Regions from separate parts of the Bombyx mori genome. Here region 1 is linked to region 2. Evidence: chromatin contacts called from public Hi-C data. All regions are on one chromosome and are shown on one strand. The core of a region is the stretch at or near the end of the contact, and the rest is flanking DNA. Distances in the headings are between cores, read along the strand shown.

The links. Hi-C and Micro-C count contacts between places; a contact is called where the count stands out from the background.
Region 1: a contact with region 2 is called in a Hi-C map of middle silk gland, with 1.7 times the contacts expected there. The contact joins the enhancer-like site here to the promoter of LOC101735932 in region 2. A contact is called at or near these places in 2 of 7 Hi-C or Micro-C datasets (middle silk gland and whole pupa).

Annotation. Positions count from the first base shown.
Region 1 is chr21:12,735,766-12,741,334 of ASM3026992v2, reverse strand. LOC101743786 (survival motor neuron protein) reads left to right here. Exons shown (of 7, transcript XM_038018430.1): 2 at 3,908-4,049; 3 at 5,148-5,309. Among protein-coding and RNA genes, the nearest start is that of LOC134200887, 5.7 kb to the left of the region's middle. Within about 2 kb of position 3,609, at least 6 of the 8 cell types and tissues checked have open chromatin away from gene starts, as enhancers often do.
Region 2 is chr21:12,661,878-12,667,897 of ASM3026992v2, reverse strand. It overlaps LOC101735932 (histone H4 transcription factor), which reads right to left and starts at 2,637. Exons shown (of 7, transcript XM_004929676.5): 1 at 2,185-2,637; 2 at 1,245-1,392; 3 at 195-436. The coding sequence starts at 2,433. It overlaps LOC692963 (phosphoribosyl pyrophosphate synthetase), which reads left to right and starts at 4,798. Exons shown (of 1, transcript NM_001046803.1): 1 at 4,798-6,020. The coding sequence starts at 5,035. The coding sequence ends at 5,991.

The DNA.
Region 1 (5,569 bases), core at 2,360-4,859, 72 kb before region 2:
CTACAACACTTCCCGACCTACCCAGATAAGCAATCTCCCGGTCGGGTCTTATGTAAATGCCACACTTCCAGTTATTCTTCTGTGCAAAGCTTATAGATTTTCAAACCGAGCTTTTGATCAGTTGATTGACCGAAAGATATCTATTTCCTCTTTAATGGAATCATCGACCTGTCAATTAAAGTACATTCACAGGTTTTAGTAAAGTCTTGATTTTGTCTGGTTTTGTGTGCCAATTGTTGATGACAAAGTGCAAAAAATCTTTATTTTATACGTTCGTTCGCATCCCTGGGAGCTGCTTTATATACAACGTAGTATAATTGTGACATCTTTACGATGTGAATTAGAGGATTATAGTAATTTATGTCTAGTTTCCAATGCGTGTAAAACATAGAAAAATTCACAATACCCATAGACAAGGTGATAGCCTTTCATTGATTCATGCGTGTTAGGTATGAATTGGCATGCTGGCGTTCTGTTTCAATTCGATTCTGTTCGATCTAATACTTCACTGGTCAATATTTGAACCTTGTCCCTGAACTAAATTTGATTCGTGAACGGACAGAAGTAAAAATATCGGGCTATACTCATAAACCATAATAATATGTGTGTCAGGGAAGTAAAGCCTACATCATCCGGTATTTTTATTCTATTATCTTACCACAGATGCTGTCGTGTGACCGGAACAAAAACATTATTTTACGAAAAGCTTATTGGACTAGCGCAAAAAAATTTACGAACGTGTCAAATATATGGGTTCGATGTTATTACACGACGTACATACACATTTATTTTGCTTAGAAAGTAAACCGCAAGTGTCCTACAAGGATTTGAATCACGTTTCACATAGAAACGTCGTTTGAGACTAGGGTGTCTTATCCAATAAGAATCGATCATCCGATCCCTCAAATGAGAATATTGCATTACAACAATACGTCATTAAGAAAAAAAAACCTTTTTAAGTTTCGAATTTTATACAGACCGACTCAGTTGAGTTCATTACCCCTAAACGAACACCTGCGTGCCTTATTAAAAGACATTTTGCCACGAATTTAGAGAATGTGATATGAAACATTCCCTTGCGCTCAATTAGAAAACGTACGTAATATAACCTCTGCCTTAAATACTGACGTTGTTTCAGAGAGTAGTAGATGAAATACGACCCTTCTGTCTAAAAATAGTCATTCTAATTTAGTTTAGCTATTTTTAGAATTCCATTGCCGTATTAATAAGCAACCTATAGTTGTAGGCAAATCTTCATTGGAAAGGGGAGCGTCCGGCGGCAGCGAAGCTCCCGCAACAAATTGGACACTCTTCTTACAGACAGGCTATTTCACTGGAAATAATTTAGTTATAGTATTGTTTATGTGACGTGAAATTTGAAAATTTTCTCTCATACTAATTCGTTAAGGAGCACAAAATGTTTTAAATAAATGTTTTGTGCTTTTATTTGAAGCACTTTCTTTTCTATTTTTTTTTTATCTATGCTGATGGTCTAGAAAGACAATATCAGCATCACCGGGCTAGTAGGTGAGCTCACGGGGCTAAAACCGGACGATATTACTAACACGAACCCTCGCAAGCGCCGTGCTTCGTAGAATCTACCACCGGATCGGAAACGCGACCCACTGAGAAGATCCGGCGAGAAACTCAGTGGGCTGTGTCTGTGGGTTATTTCTAAGGGATAATTTGCTTCGCTTGTAAATCATCGGATAGATCTTTTCTCTAAATTTTCAATCACTTCTTAGATTTAATGGTCGGTGACCCTGATCACCGGTAAACGGATTTCTGGTTGGAGACTAAATATTAGGATTCGAAATCCCTGTATTGGTGTAGTTTAATAATCTTATTTCAGTAACAGAAACTTTTGTTTCAGTGTGAGCGGTGCCATTGGCCAATTTGAATGTTTTTTATTTGCATATTATTATTTACGTAGATGAATGGACAAGCTCTCGGCTCGTGTGATGTGAAATAGTTACTATAGCCTATAGATAGACGTAAATGCCGCCACCCACTTTAATACGTTAGTTCTAACTCCCAGTTCTACAACAAGTGTTATATTTATACCTCACATAAATCTGGCTAGTTTAGTTATGCCTTTCTGTATTTCTTCCTTTTTTCGTCACACACCAACACTTAATGTTTAATTATCTGCCTTAGATACCTCCTAAATTATCTCTATTGATTTTATGGCAGCTCTATTTTCAGACGTTACTAAAATATATATAAATATTTTTAACATATCTGTTCGAAACGGAGGTCCCATCTTATAATCATTGACTTTGGTGCAAAATCGATAAATACAACACACGAAAATAGAAAAAAATCAGCCTATCTAAATTTTTCACAACAATGTATCCATGCTATTTTTCTTCCATTCAATGGTTGGAGTGATGATCGACTATCAAACACATCATTACTGTGGTTCTCGTAACGACATAGGGACCCTCTTGAGAATATTTCAATGATGTAAACGACGCTATGATAATGCAGCTTGAATAATGACGGTCGCGAAGAGCGTTACTGAAATATTTTATCTAGTGATGTATCGGGTAATAATGTCCGTACAAAGGTGAGCAAGTAATGGATGCGACACAAATCTTGAGTAAAAAAATAAACAGTATTGCCATAAATAATGTTCAACGAAAATATATTTTTTAGAGTTCTGTTCCAAAAGAGTAAAATGGACTCTAACATAATTTCTTTGCTGTTCGTCCGTCCATCTGTCTGTCCTACACTTAAATCCGTTCTTCTGAGAAACAACCAGAAGTGTTAAGTTGAAATCATTATCAGACGGTAAGACTTATGGCAGAAAAAGCTAGAAAGTTTCAAGCTTCTCAATCAACGAAATTAAAAGAAATAGCCCTATTTTGTCCCTTTTACCCGTACCTACATGGACTTTGTCACACTTTTAGCGCAAATGAAGGGAACATTCGAAAAATAATATTAATGTTTGTCTTGTTGAAACAAAAAATACTTTTTTGTCGCACACACCGCATACTCAACAAACCTCTTACTAGAAAGTAGTTTTAATATTTGCCTGTCACATACAAACACGTGAAATCGCCAACCATAGAGTTACTGTTGTAGGTACTTATTAACTCCATGTCGCCAACACAATGGGTGTCTTACGATTACATTGCAAGTGTCAAGGACATGAAAAATCAAACTTTCCATGGATACTCTGTTTTAGGAAAAAAAAGTTTCGGAGCGAAATGGTGAAAAACCTGTTATGGAGAATGTTTGAAAAAATGAAACAAAGTCACTGAACGTCTCGTGTACTGTAAAAAATTTCATTAACTTCATTTCCCACAATTTCTTGAGAAATCATCTCATATAATCTTGTTCAACACTTACTGTGTTCTCGCTTCACATGATCCGATTACATTAAATTATAGATATGTTTATAATTCCACAGTTTCCCAGCAGTTCTGTTTTCGACCTTTGTTGTAAAAAATTTAGATAAATCGTCTAGTTTCTCTTTGCCTGTCCAATGTACATACATAACAAACAAACAATTATTCGTCTTCATCAAATGTCAAGTCTAAGATCCTATGATGTCGTAAATGGCGTAAAATTGAAGATTTAAAAAAAATTTACAAAAGATTAAGCTGTACGTTGTGATATCTCTGCCTTTACTGTTGGAAAATAGAACTCACTGTCAAGTCTCTGTAACATCAAGTGTCAAAGCATAATTTTCAATTTACATTAGAAACAAAATTCTAGCTAAAAGAAAATTTAAATACAAAAAAATACTTAAAAGAGTATCTAATTTACAATCCACATCAAAATGTCTAAAAGCGAAATTTTGTACGTTAGGGGAATGAATATAGCGAGTATCATATTCTAAAATATAAATTTTTACTTACCTACCTTTAAAATAACAACCGATTTTACTGTTTGATTTCAGTCTGAAACTGAAGAAGAAGAAGAGGAAGATGTGTGGGACGACAAGAAATTGAATGATGCGTACGACAAAGCACTGAAAATGGCAAACGCTGAAGTCGCAAAGAGAGTAGCAATGTCTACTAATACAGAGCATGGTAACAAAGGTATCATATTTAATACTTACCGCAAGCTATCTATTAATAATAATTTAAGATGCAACTATTTTGCCGCAGCTTGGCAGTTGCCAACATAACATAGCTGCACAGTCACATGCAATTTGTTAACTTTAACAAGTTTATTGTAAAATATGTGGAATGTATTTGTATATATAGTAAATAAATGTGTAACAGGTAGCTATGACGCCTGAACCTCGCCAACAACATTTTCGAGATACATTTGATATACAAGTTTTTAGGTTTATTATTTTTTTCTTACATATTGGTTACCTTTACCTTTATTGGTTACCTTTTTACATTATTGGTATAAACAAGTTTCAAACAATAATATTTGGACCATTGGTGTACTGAGCAATTTTACCCACTAGCTGGAAGATCTTCTATTTGTTGTTACCCCAACTATGAGTATTTAGTACTAAGTTAATCTTATGATAAAGAAGTGAGTTGCTAGCTATTAGGTATTTATACAGAATATTATTTATTTGGTATTGATACAGAATAATTGTTTATCTAATTAATTTTAAATTAATTTTTAATTATCTTCTAAATATATAAAATGGGGCAGAAAGCCAAAAAACAAAACAATCAGTAAAATTAGTACAAAATTTGCAATAATCCTCAAGAGATAGAAATCAAGATCAGGACCTAAGTGTTTCAATACCCAGGGGCTATTTCATTAAAAAATACATATATTGAGAGTTATTAATGATGGACAGACTTGGTAGATTGTGAGACTGTTTTCAATAATGGAAAATAATAATTAAATGAAATTCAATAAAGTTTTATTAAATGTTTTATTTTATAATGAAACTATCATACAAATATAAAATGGAGGTCTTCAAAAGTTAAAAATCATTTTAAAAAAAAAACTATTTTAAACATAGTACTGGTTTTTCAGTCAAAGACATTATTTCTCCTGTTTTTATTCACCACCGTGATCTGCCTGCAGTTACATTAAATAGTGAAAAATTAATAGGCATCTTAAACACAACATTCAATTATATATTCAATATCATCATTAAGTAGATCTTGAAGCACTTTTCTAAGAAAACTAAGTAATCATATCTTGATATAAAATAATTACAGGTAAACTCAAAGGCAAATCCCGCCCTACGTCTTCAAATAAGAAAGAAACTGAATGGAAAGCTGGCATGCCTTGTCGGGCCGTTTATGAAGGGGATGGACTTGAATATGAAGCTTTTATCTTGAGGGTCATAAGTGATACTGAATGTGTTGTGAGATTTTTAGGTGAGAATTTTAAATGTACCATCAGCTACTCTAATAACATTGTATTAGCGGTGGGCTGTAGCGGCATTTTCGGTTAGCGAAACGAAACTAGCTATCAAATGTCAATAGCAGCTTTTGAAACGCGCTATTTCAGTAGCGAGTAATAGCGGGTTTTGTTTAGTAGAAAACTAATGTGCACACGAACCAGCTAGCATCGCGATTAATATTTCAGTAATTAGGTTCGACTTTATTTGTAATTTATCTTTAGGGATAGGATATGT
Region 2 (6,020 bases), core at 1,388-3,887:
CCCAGCGAGAAACTCAGTGGGCTGTGTGTGTATGGGTTATATGAATTTGATAGGTATTATTTAAATTAAATCAAGACTGCCTTAAAGTACAGATTATCACTACGGGTTTCATGAGCCCCAGTACTCACTTAACACCAGTGCAAGCCTGTCCTTGTTAATCAAACCATTATTTTTGTTATATTTTCGTAACACACCTGTATTGAGTTAAACTTTCTATTGCAGTCAGTCCACATGCAAATATGTTCATTAGGTAAATTAGGTAACTGATTTCTTTTAGTGGAGTTCTTCTTGCATCTTTCCAGTTTTAATGTAGCTCTACCATTGAGGCCGATCGCCAGCAACTTCCCATGATAAGCATGGTAATTTAAATGCCGAAACATCTCATTATAATCCTTTGTTTTGTGACCACAAACATCCCAAAGACAAGAATACATTACTGAAATATAAACACAACAATATGGTTATTAAGTCTTATTAAGAATCGAGTATGCTTTATTGTATACCAATATAAACACAAATGCAAAACATTTGACCGTTGTCTGGAGGAGCTACCAATTCCAGACAACAATTGAGTGAACAAAATTCATATAAAAAAAAAACTAAATTACAAAATTTAATAAGAAGTCTGATGTAACTAGATATAGCAGTTAGGTGTAACCTTTTTTTTTGCCCTATCTAGAATTGCTTGCTCTCTGAAACATGCATAAATAAGGACTTTCAAGTGGCATATGGGAGTCAAGCCCATTCAACATCTGAGTCGTCTATTATCAAACGTGGCAATCTGTGCATTTGGACAAATAAATGTTATTGATATGTCAATTCAGATTGATTTGAATATAATCGTCTCCTTCAAAGAATACGGTTCAAAACCTGCATTAAATAAAGGTTAATACTTAACCTGTTATTTATCTAAGATGTCGTTCAGAAGAGTTTAGTGACTGCCAATGGAATACAAAGTCAATAATTCGTCTTTCTGATTTACCAATAATTGTCCAAAGTCACATTGCCGGCTTTGATAATAGTCGACTCATCTATATCTTTGTATCATAATTTTAGTCCACCAGTAGGTATTACGATTTTGCCATAGAGCATACATGCATTCCACTTGAAGATAATTGAGACTTCATTCTTATATCTCAAGGTGGCCACAGTACACATGTTTTGGCATCTTATGGGCTCCACTTTTGAGTAACTGCTTAATTCAGCTAAAAACTACACTTATCAATCATACCACTTTGACTAACCAGTTTCTTCCTTATCTATTATTTGAATCACATCAGAGAAATGAGCGATGACGTGTTTCTGATATGATTCATAATTATTGGTTAATAATTTGCATCCCTGCCACTCACAAGCCAAGCTCAGTTTGGAAATTCGTAAAAATTTTGTAGTCTGAAACAAATAATTTTCAAATAATAAAAAAATTGAAATGAATCTTTATTTATACTTTTCATAAGTAAAGCAATAGTATGAAGCAAATAGAGTTACAGTTTGAAGTGTGAAGCAGCCATTGTATTTAGAACTGAGACTTAGGACTCATGTCAAAAGGTGGTTAGGGGCATTTATGTTGCTGCTATCTATAGGCTTTAGTAACCACTTAACACCACTGTTAGCTCATTCAACTTACTAAGCAATAAAAACACAATCCAATTTTAACACAACAACCCAAGAAAAGTTTTCAAAGGTTGTGATGTAGAAAATCTGAAGACAGTAAGCTGTCTTACAGAGCATGTAGGCGAGCAATGCAGTGATAAAATGGCGATGATGTTATTTTCAACTATTTTTCAAAGCACTTCCCATGGTACAGAATTTTTTTACTGGTGGTAGGACCTCTTTTGAGTCCGCACAGGTAGGTACCACCACCCTGCCTATTTCTGCCGTGAAGCAGTAATGCGTTTCGAATTGAAGGGTGGGGCTGCCGTTGTAACTATACTGAGACCTTAGAACTTATATCTCAAAGTGCGTGGCGCATTTACGTTGTAGATGTCTATAGGCTCCAGTAACCACTTAACAGCAGGTGGGCTGTGAGCTCTGCCACCCATAGAGGCAACAAAATAAATAAAGCACACAAAATAGGGAGATTAAAATTTTCTCCATGCACCTAGTTTCAATAGAAAACGATGCAAACTTTATATTCAATTAATATTTTTCATAGCATTTCGGTGCATAATAAATGAAGCTCACCACAGTCTTTGGTTTAATGACAGATTCGTTAACACCGTCTGGAATGGTATCTTCTGTGTCCAGATTTGAAAATTCGGGTTTTTCAAATTTATTCGTCTGAACGAATAGGACATCATTCTTTGACTGTAAAACCTTCTTGTTTGATGGACTGTTCTGATGCTTTAACCATTGCATACACCGCAAAGAACTTGCGAGTTTAGGGTTTAATTTAATTTTGTGTTGAATTTCCACATTTTTTTTAACTGACATGATGATTATTTACTCCAATATACGTTATTTTCAAAAGATACCTAAGGAAGTTGGTAAGCAATAATCATTATAATATTGAGATATGCGGATTCGCAACCAAATCACTCAACTTTCTTTAAGCGCTGGACTATAATAGTTGAAAATTAATTAATATGTATTCAATTGTATTCACGAAATATAAAATAAACCACAAGTAGAAATCATTTTTTTTAAGAGATTTTATGACCTGGTAACTGAGATCTTTAAGTCATGTCTTATTTTAATCTATATTCTTAATTTTATGAAAAATGTTATTATGGAGTGAAATGATGAAAATGATTAATTTGAGACATTAATCAACTAGGATGAAATTAAATGAGATGATATGAGATGAAATCTAATCTCAGTAAAATGGTGGTCATTTACTAAGATTACAAGTAGAAATCATAGAAATGGCAGTCATAGATTATACACTTATTATATTTAAGGTAGTAGTAGTAGTTTTATTCTTCTAAATGGAAACCTTAAATTTTTTTTTTTAAATATGAAATATGGTATTATGAAATGAAGCTGATTAATTTATTATGAAACATGGCATGGCATGGCATGAAATTAAATGAAATGAAATGAGATGAGGTGATATGATATAGGATGACATTTTCCCACATTTGTGCACTTTTACAGATACTAAACAGTTGATAAACCACCGTTACTAGACATTTAAACCTGAAGAAACACAAAATAGACAAATTAAAACAAAACACACAACTTCACTCCTCGCGTTTCCGCCAAAAAGTCTAACAAAAATAAAATCTAGAATCAGTGATACCAGCTTTCTTAATAAATTTGGAAAAAACCACACTCGACATTTTACTACATAAAATTTTATTGGAACAATATTACAATTTTATCGATACAAACAATACAACAAAAATTTATTGGAATATTTTAATTCACAAAAAAATTATGAAAAAACTAGGCCAAACTTTACACAAATTCAAACAAAACATAATCAAATGTAGCCCATCTATTAATTATACAGCTTTGCCCCCACAGTTGGCTCATGATTTATGTCATGTCATCTTAATTCCACTCAAAATTTTTGGATGGGAAAAGTATGTGGGTACGTTAAACGACGTTTGTCGGGCCAAGCTCCTTCAGTGCCTTTTCATTTTCCTCACTAGGTGCTCACAGATGATAATCAGATCAATACGCAATTAAAGCTGAAGAAACAATAAAATCATAATTATACACTTAAACTAGTTAACTCAAAACACTTCTCACTAAAAACCGTGTGGTGTTGTCTTAGCTCACTTAATTTATTCCTTATTATTAATATTATTAATTTATTATTTCTTCGTTTTTTTTTAATTAAGCAATTGGCCACTTGCTTGTGAATTGTTGCGTGTGTTGAGTATAGAAAAATATTCACACGTATCAAAAATACATAATAAGTTTTTTTTTTATTGCTTAGATGTGTGGACGAGCTCACAGCCCACCTGGTGTTAAGTGGTTACTGGAGCCCATAGACATCTACAACGTAAATGCGTCACACACCTTGAGATATAGTTCTAAGGTATCAGTATGGTCACAATGGCTGCCCCACCCTTCAAACCGAAACGCATTACTGCTTCACGGCAGAAATAGGCGGGGCGGTGGTACCTACCCGTGCGGACTCACAAGAGGTCCTACCACCAGTAATTACGCAAATTATAATTTTGCGGGTTTGATTTTTATTGCTAGGTGTTATTCCTTCACCGTGGAAGTCAATCGTGAACATTTGTTGAGTACGTATTTCATCAGAAAAATTGGTACCCGCCAGCGAGATTCGAACACCAGTGCATCGCTCAATACGAATGCACCGGACGTCTTAACCTTTAGGCCACGACGACTTCAATGTGTTTTATAATTGAAATACATATTTATGTATTTAATATGTATATATTTTGATATATTTTAAACGAAATAAGATACAATTGATTTATTTGAGACTGCATTAAATAGGAATGAAATTGAACGAAATGAGATGATTTGGGTCGAAATGAAGTCTCAGGAAAATGGTGGTTATTTACTGACACTTTTAGAAGGAATCTTAGAAGCCAGCCTCAGCGTCTTTGTTTCATTTTCCCACACTTCCATAGCTGCTGAATTTCACTCCTCACATTCATTAGTACATGTACAGCGCAAAAAATTTAATACTTTATTAATTCATTCGTAACATCCAGCCTTTAAATTGTAAACACGACAACCTTATTCTTATGAAAGATTTAAAGCTGTATAGGTCAAATTCCCGTTGTCTATACAATAGACGAAGCAAACACAAAATGTCTGTGCACAAGTCGAACCAAAGTGATTCCGTAGCCTGTAAGTGAAGTCTGAGTCTGGTTGAGTTGCCATACGCGAAGGACATAGGTGCAGGATACACGGCGCGACAAGACCTCACGCGTTGCCCTTCGAACTCTTATTGATAAATGGACTCGGCAATTTAAATAATTCATCTCTGTTTTATCGCTTCGCATAGCGCCACTTGCTACGACGTCTGGTTTAGTGTCGATGAAATCAACAATAACCCTAGAAGACGTAGTGAATAAATTAGATCACGTTCTTCCCTTAACAACAAGAATGCCGAACATCAAAGTTTTTAGCGGCAGCTCGCATCCTGATCTGGCTCAAAAGATTGTCGACCGTTTGGGCATCGATCTCGGTAAAGTTGTAACCAAAAAATTCAGTAATATGGAAACGTGCGTTGAAATAGGAGAATCGGTACGCGGCGAAGATGTGTACATCGTACAAAGCGGCAGCGGAGAGATCAACGACAACCTAATGGAGCTCCTGATTATGATTAACGCTTGTAAAATAGCGTCTGCATCGCGAGTGACCGCCGTCATACCTTGCTTCCCGTACGCGCGGCAAGACAAAAAAGACAAGAGCAGAGCCCCGATCACGGCCAAACTCGTTGCCAACATCCTTTCAGTGTCTGGAGCCGATCACATCATCACTATGGATCTTCATGCGTCGCAAATTCAAGGATTCTTTGATATTCCGGTAGATAACCTCTTTGCCGAACCCGCAGTGTTAAAATGGATCAAAGAAAACATACCGGACTGGAAAACAAGCATTGTTGTGTCCCCTGATGCTGGTGGTGCTAAAAGGGTGACATCTATTGCAGATCGTTTGAATGTTGAATTTGCTTTGATCCACAAAGAGAGAAAGAAGGCCAATGAAGTAGCCTCTATGGTGCTTGTTGGTGATGTTAAAGACAGAACTGCCATTTTAGTAGACGACATGGCCGACACTTGTGGCACGATTTGCCATGCTGCCGAAAAATTGATAGAAGCTGGTGCTACTAAAGTGTATGCTATTTTGACTCATGGTATTTTTTCGGGACCTGCAATATCCAGAATTAACAATGCTTGTTTAGAAGCTGTTGTTGTCACAAACACAATACCCCAGGAGAGGCACATGCAAGAATGTCCAAAAATACAATGCATTGACGTGTCAATGATGCTGGCAGAGGCTGTCAGACGTACACACAATGGGGAATCTGTTTCATACCTCTTCTCTAATGTTCCATATTAGTATTTTGTATTTTACTTTTTACTTATCTT